Linked DNA regions of Mus musculus: region 1 is linked to region 2. Evidence: chromatin contacts called from public Hi-C data. All regions are on one chromosome and are shown on one strand. Each heading gives the region's core, a stretch centred on a gene start, on an enhancer-like site or on the middle of the called end of the contact. The rest is flanking DNA. Distances are from core to core; before and after follow the strand shown.

Region 1 (3,422 bases), core at 632-3,131, 68 kb before region 2:
CCTCACTATCTCCAAAATCAGGAGGGAGATTCTAGCAGAACATCCTTTAGCAAGTTAATCCCTCAAGTCTCTATTTTCTTCAAGTTTAACTTTGGAACAACAGCTCTGGTAAAAGCCCTACGAGGATGCTAATGGAACTGTTACTCTGTGATTGCTCACAGGCACGGACCACAAACATTAGTTGTGATTGCTGCTGAACATGGAGTACTCCCTACTGCTGCTGTTGCTTTCAGGATTATGGTTCCTAACATTCTATTTTATCATAATAATCTTTGGGTTGCCTTTTCCCACTCCCCTTATCCCCCCCCCCCTTTGCATCTTCCCCTCCCTCCCAAGACTATAGTTCCAGGCAAGTTTTCAGGACGCTACCCTTTATTTCCTTCACATTGGGGTCTTCAGGATGTTTCCTGCCTTTTGAAGATCACAGTTTAACCTTCATCAGCATCTGAACAGCACACCAGGGCTGGGTGCCCACCATATGCTAAACATTGCCCTGGATCTTAAGGGAGTCATCTTAGCTCCAGTAAGTCCCTGTTGAGGAGCACATGACTGGTTGACCAACTGATATGATTGGCTTGGGTTCTTGTGAGTTTTTCCCTCATTGAGATTCTTCCTAATGGTTCTTAAAAGTGAAGGCTCAATGCCCTGGTGTAGGAGAATGCGAAGGCGGGGAGGCGGGAATGGATGGGTGGGGGAGCACCCTCATAGAAGCAGGGGGAGAGGGAGTGAGATAGGAAGTTTCCAGAGGGGAAACTAGGAAAGGGGAAAACATATAAAATGGAAATAAAGAAAATATTCAATTAAAAAAGATATTTTCAATCAATGATTAAAAAAAATACACATTATTAGAAGCACATTGTGAAGTAGTCCCGAATGCCTTCCTTCCCATACAATGTAATAGCTCCTTGCCTGGAGGCAGAGATTGACTTCATTTTAACATGATGAGTTAAATAAATGTGTTTTCACTATGAGGCAGCCTTGGCTTGTATCACCTCATCTGGCCTTACTTCATGGTGTACATGGCTTCTCAGGGGCAGAGGCCATATTTTATTTAGATTTTTGTTACTATATGTCTTATATATTTACTACAGAAGGAATAGAGTATTATAACTTGACTTTAAATTTAAGGGCCCCCTTTTAGAAGCTTCATGTTCCATAGATATATAATCTATAGAGTTTGCTTGATAGGAACTTTGTCAGGTTGCATTAGAGTAGTACATGCAGCTTTGAAAACCATACTTAAGGTGTCATAAACACACACACATGCACATACACATGCACACACGCATGCACATACACACAGACATGCACACACACACACATGTACATACACACACACATGCACACACACACACATGCACACACAGACAGACACACACACACAGAGACACACACACACATGCACACACACACACACACACACACACAGAGGTGCACATACACACATTTGATGGAACTTTAATGTATAATGAGATAGATGCTTATTTTCTTGCTTTTTTTTAAATACTTCTCTTTGTAAGTATTAATATATTAAAACCTTATGAAAAGAGACACAGGAAAAAATAGAGTGACATAAATATAGTATGAGAGCCTGGCCCTGGACCAGGACTGCAGAAATAGACGGGAGAGAAATGGATCTGGGAGGAGAGTCCGTTTTTAGGACATTCGAGCACACATCTTTAAATATGAGACACATTTCTGGAAAGAACATCAAGTCCTGAGGGTACAGTGTTCAGTTGCCTTCTTTTAAACTTGCTGTGGCTTTTACAGAGAGTCACAAAAGTGTGAAAGGAGAGGAAACCTGAAAGCATGGGGACAGATTAGGAATCCCTAATAGATTATCTCCACAGAGGCCAGGGCATCAAAACAGTCCACACAGACACATCCCTTCTCACTGCTTGATTCCGTTTCCATGGTTACCCAGTGAGTCACTTCAGGCAGCACTGATGGGATCAAAGTAGCTTCAGCAAAATATGTTCTCATCCTTTCTGAAAAATGGGTAGAATATCAAGGAAAGACCACCTTTTATGCTGATGTCCTCTTGTTTATATAGCCATGACGGCTAGCCAAATCAATGCAGGGTCAACAGACTTTGGTAATGTCTCCTCATATGGTAAAAATACATAGAAGTAAACATTAGAAAAATTTAGCAAATCTGCTGGTGTTTTTGGTACTTCTGTGTAGGGCATTTATAGTGAGCGAAGTTTACTTGGATAGGTCAGTGCTTTTTTATTTTTAAATTAATGGAATCTTAGCAGGTTTGTTGTCAAATCCCCAAACTAGACCTTTTATCAGATCATTGGGGTGCATGATGAATAAAGAAATGTTTGAAGAGATTAAGTCCAACAAGTTCTTTCAACAAGACTGTCTTCATTAGGAAGCAAATTGCTCACTGAGGTAATTAAATCATGACGATACAACAAACATGGTTTCCCAAAATGCCCCCTGGCTTGCTTATTTTATGATAAAAAAATATGTTTATCCTACATTTTAATGTAAAGCAAGATGAATAGCTGGTTCAGAAGAAGTAACTAAATCCAAGAAAACACACCTTGATCACCATTGTGAACTACTGGCTAATGTTTGTCTGAGAATATGCTCAGGGTAGACTTGGTACTTTTCCTAATGACTAAGTCTAGGGAATATGATTGACTTAGAGATTAACTTGTCTTTGTGCTGTGGCCTTATGCTTACAATTTACATGCATAACATAATTATTTGGCCTTTAGTACATTCAGATGAAATAACTTCTGAAGAGATTACTGGGCTGTTCAATAAAAAAAAAATCTGTCTTTCATCTATGCAGGTAGAACGAGGGGGGCATCAAGGTTCTGTCTTCGGTTACAAAGATCCAAGGTCTTATAGATGCTTACGATGGCTGTGATTCCCACTGGTTGGGGGTCTACATTTGTTGAGGGAAACTGGCCTCAGTTTCCCTTGGTTTCTACCTTTGTCTTTACCTCTCACTCAGATAGGAGCTTAGCTTGTCAAAAGAAAACCAAGCTAATAAACAACCTGCCTCCCCGGGCAAAGAGTTTGTGGATGGGAATGTCTTGAGAATATTTTGCTAGGTCAGCATACACCATTGTGCTTGACACCAGAAATCTGAGCGGATCTGTATGTGCACGGAGAAACATTCCTTACAGCCTCAACCACGGACACGCAAGGGTTGGGAAGATTAGTGTTTGGTCAAAGAGCCACGCCCTGGCTAAATCTGGTTGACCAAATGTCTCCTTTATTCACCAAATCCTTACAAACTGAAGCACAGTATAACACAAGTTATTCCAACCAGAGAGCCTTCCCTAATCCTAAACTCACTCATGGTGACTCTAAGCTCAGGAAAAAAAGTAAATTAAGATGACGGCATTCCCCAGGCTCTTACGAGACCTCCCCGGTGTCTTAAACAGTCAATCAAGCAGTTC
Region 2 (3,210 bases), core at 123-2,622:
TTTTTATTTTTTATTTTTTTTTAATTCTCAGATGTCACTACCACAAGGCTGGTTGTTTTCAAGATTAAATTGTGGGGAAGTTGATAGTGTGCTAAATGAGCCAAGTTATTTTCTATTGTGTCAGGGCTTCCTTTGTTCAAGATACCTTGAAGACTTCAAAGGATTCCTGAGACATTAGCTTAGTGTTTTACCTAAAAAGGGCACGAACCCCATGCACAAAAATCTCTTAACAAAAAGAGCATCTGAAGACATATGGGCCATATGAATTTTCTCATGATGAAAGTCAAAAGCAATCGGTTCTCCCTACTTCAATTTAACCTCTATTCTTTCACACAGGTTATATTGACAGACAGGAACCTATCTGTCTACAACCCATTCAGTCTACTTTCCAGCCACCACTTACTTCTGGCCAAGGCCATGATGCAGTAAACAGCCAAAGCACTGTTGTTTTCTCATGGAATTTACATTCACATGGGATGACTAGACATACATAGAATAGCTTTATTTAAATGGCATAAAGATGCAATGGGCAAAGTGTAAGGAACAACTAGGTAGATGACTGTGTTAAGTCTTTCTTCAGCTGACCGATCACGAAAGTCCTGCTGAGCACTGCTGAGTCACATGGCCTGAAAAGTGCCTATTCTTGGTGTGTTCATGATTTCCAGCCCTTCTGTGAGAGTTAACACACATAAAGATCTTAGGATAGTAGCTAGCATGGGGCAAGTGCTTACTTTACAGCATCCTTAGGTTGATTGGTTTGGATCATTTTTGGACTAATATTTTCTGCAGCTTGCCTGGAGCCCTGCCTCTGGGTTAACGGCATTTTCTGCTTTTGCAGATGACCCAGGTTTGAAACCCAGCACCAATGCCCCGCCGCTGACAACCACCTGGAACACCATCCACAGACTGATCAGACACTTCAGAACTCTGCAGGCACTGGCACGGGAACATAAACCGACCCACAGGCATACGTACATATAATTATAAAATAAAATAAACCTGAAACAGAAATGTTTTTCTAGCTTACCGAATGCTAAGTATCTGAGCTTTCGTTTTCTTGAATCCATTTGGAAGCTGTTATTTTGATTACTTATCTAAGGTCTTCCAGCTTCTACGGGTTTTCAACTTTAAAAGATCTCCCTAAATTGACACTATTTCCTAGCTTAAGCTCTCTAATTATACTCTGAAGCATAAGGAGAAAAAGCTTAGAATTTGTGGTGTTTAAATGATCTTCCTTACGCTATTTTAAATAGAAGGCAAATGTGAATTCGTTCTCGTTGATCTTGTTTTCTCAATGGGTGTGAATAGAGCCAGATACTTTAGAAGGAACAGAAATCGCATTTCCTTGTCTGAATTATTCATGACACTCCAAGATACATTTAAGCTTTCCCCAGGTCCTGGCAGTAGTCCTGTGTTATGAAACTGTTGGAGCTCAGTGAGTGCTTTTCTTCAGGAAGACTATATTTTGCTTTAAAAAATAATAATAGCATTTCCTAAAATTTTCAGTTTTTTCCTTCTCGTCTGTTTTGTAATTTCAAAAAATAAAATAAAAAATAAGAAACGTCTCCTTATTTGCTTTTTTATCTCTGAGTAAAAATGGCCTTTTAAAAAAATCACATGTCAGCATCAGGACAATGTGGACAGAAGATCTGATTACTGTGGGCCATCTATTCATTTGCTATGCTGACTGAAGATTTAATGGACTGTCTCAGTCAGGGTTTCTATTCCTGCACAAACATCATGACCAAGAAGCAAGTTGGGGAGGAAAGGGTTTATTCAGCTTATACTTCCACACTGCTGTTCATCACCAAAGGAAGTCAGGACTGGAACTCAAGCAGGTCAGGAAGCAGGAGCTGATGCAGAGGCCATGGAGGGATGTTCCTTACTGGCTTGCCTCACCTGGCTTGCTCAGCCTGCTCTCTTATAGAACCAAGACTACCAGCCCAGAGATGGTCCCAGCCACAAGGGACCTTTCCCCCTTGATCACTAATTGAGAAAATACCTTACAGTTGGATCTCATGGAGGCATTTCCTCAACTGAAGCTCCTTTCTCTGTAATAAAGGAGCTTTGTCAAGTTGACACGAAACTAGCCAGTACATGGACCAACCTGTTTCCTGAATGCCTTCAATGTCCCAGCTGCCATTCTAAAGCCGGAGTCCAGTTTTGCTTGCCACTTTTGTTCTGACCAAACATTGATCTTTTTTTTTTTTTGTTTTTAACCTTAGGTACTCACATGACCTCCCCTTACCTAAAATTGTCTAACCTAGCAGACAAGCACACAAAACACAAGACTATCTGCGCTGTTGGAACAACCGATTGGTTCTAACATTTTCATCTTGACCACTATGTTGTTTATATAGATCTGGCAGTCTATCTGGATGTGGTAGCAAATGTTTGCAATCTCAGTACTCAGGAAGCAGAGGCAGGAGGATTAGGGGTTGGAAGCCAGCCTGGCCTCTTTCAAAGAAGTCAAGGGAGTCAGAGAGCTGGATCAGTGGCTAAGAGCAACTGATGCTCTAGCTGAGAACCGTGGCTACCTAAGTTCCTGCGTCCATGTGGTAGTCCACAACCTTCTGCAACTCCCAAATTCCAAGGGGATCTGATAGCCTCTCTGGACTCCACAGGTACCACACAATGTCCTGTAAGTGCTAGGTGCAGGGAAAATATCCATACACATCAAATAAAATCATGTAAATCCTTAAGAACAATAACAAAGGGGAAAAAAAATCCAGATCTGGCTAGTAAGAGACAAGTCCTTTCAAAAGGTTTTTTTTTACTCTCACAGCATAAACTATGGAATTTTCCACACACTTATGTAGCTGACAGATTATGTGCACTTGTTTCAGAGTACACTAAACCTTCACCAGACTACACAGTGAGCACAAACACAGATGGGGTTGCTGTGACCTGATCCTCTTTGCCTGATTAACTTCAGCACAGAAAATGACAGAATAAGGTGGGGTGGCGCATTGGCAAGCCACAAGAAGTCATCACTTCAGCATCCACTGTGGGCTCCCTAAGCTTCTTGTTGTTACTGTTGGGTTCTTTTCCTAAGCGGTATCAAGTATGGGTACAGGGTGTAAAATGTTCAACGTCCTAATGAGGCCGGAAGCAGGGGAGGCTTAGTTAAGAGGTGGAGAAAGACCCCGTAGTCATAAGTGTAGGCACATTTCTATTTATAGGGATGTCACCTCAATGCCAGTCACTTCC

Evidence for each region. A called contact is a pair of places that touch in the nucleus more often than the background predicts.
Region 1: a Hi-C map of cortical neurons shows a contact between it and region 2, with 1.5 times the contacts expected there. The contact joins two enhancer-like sites. A contact is called at or near these places in 6 of 484 Hi-C or Micro-C datasets (cerebral cortex, cortical neurons, forebrain and 2 more) and 3 of 9 other capture datasets (adipose tissue, liver and pancreatic islet).

What each region holds. Positions count from the first base shown.
Region 1 is chr8:45,702,235-45,705,656 of GRCm38.p6, reverse strand. The region is part of intron 2 of Sorbs2 (sorbin and SH3 domain containing 2); the gene reads right to left. Among named protein-coding and RNA genes, the nearest start is that of Gm30635, 25 kb to the right of the region's middle. Within about 2 kb of position 1,881, at least 6 of the 459 cell types and tissues checked have an H3K27ac peak or open chromatin away from gene starts, as enhancers often do. A contact at or near this core is called in cortical neurons, where this site is marked.
Region 2 is chr8:45,633,508-45,636,717 of GRCm38.p6, reverse strand. The region is part of intron 1 of Sorbs2 (sorbin and SH3 domain containing 2); the gene reads right to left. Gm51529 (a long non-coding RNA gene) reads left to right here. Exons shown (of 3, transcript XR_003947382.1): 3 at 839-1,702. Among named protein-coding and RNA genes, the nearest start is that of Gm51529, 6.6 kb to the left of the region's middle. Within about 2 kb of position 1,372, at least 14 of the 459 cell types and tissues checked have an H3K27ac peak or open chromatin away from gene starts, as enhancers often do. A contact at or near this core is called in cortical neurons, where this site is marked.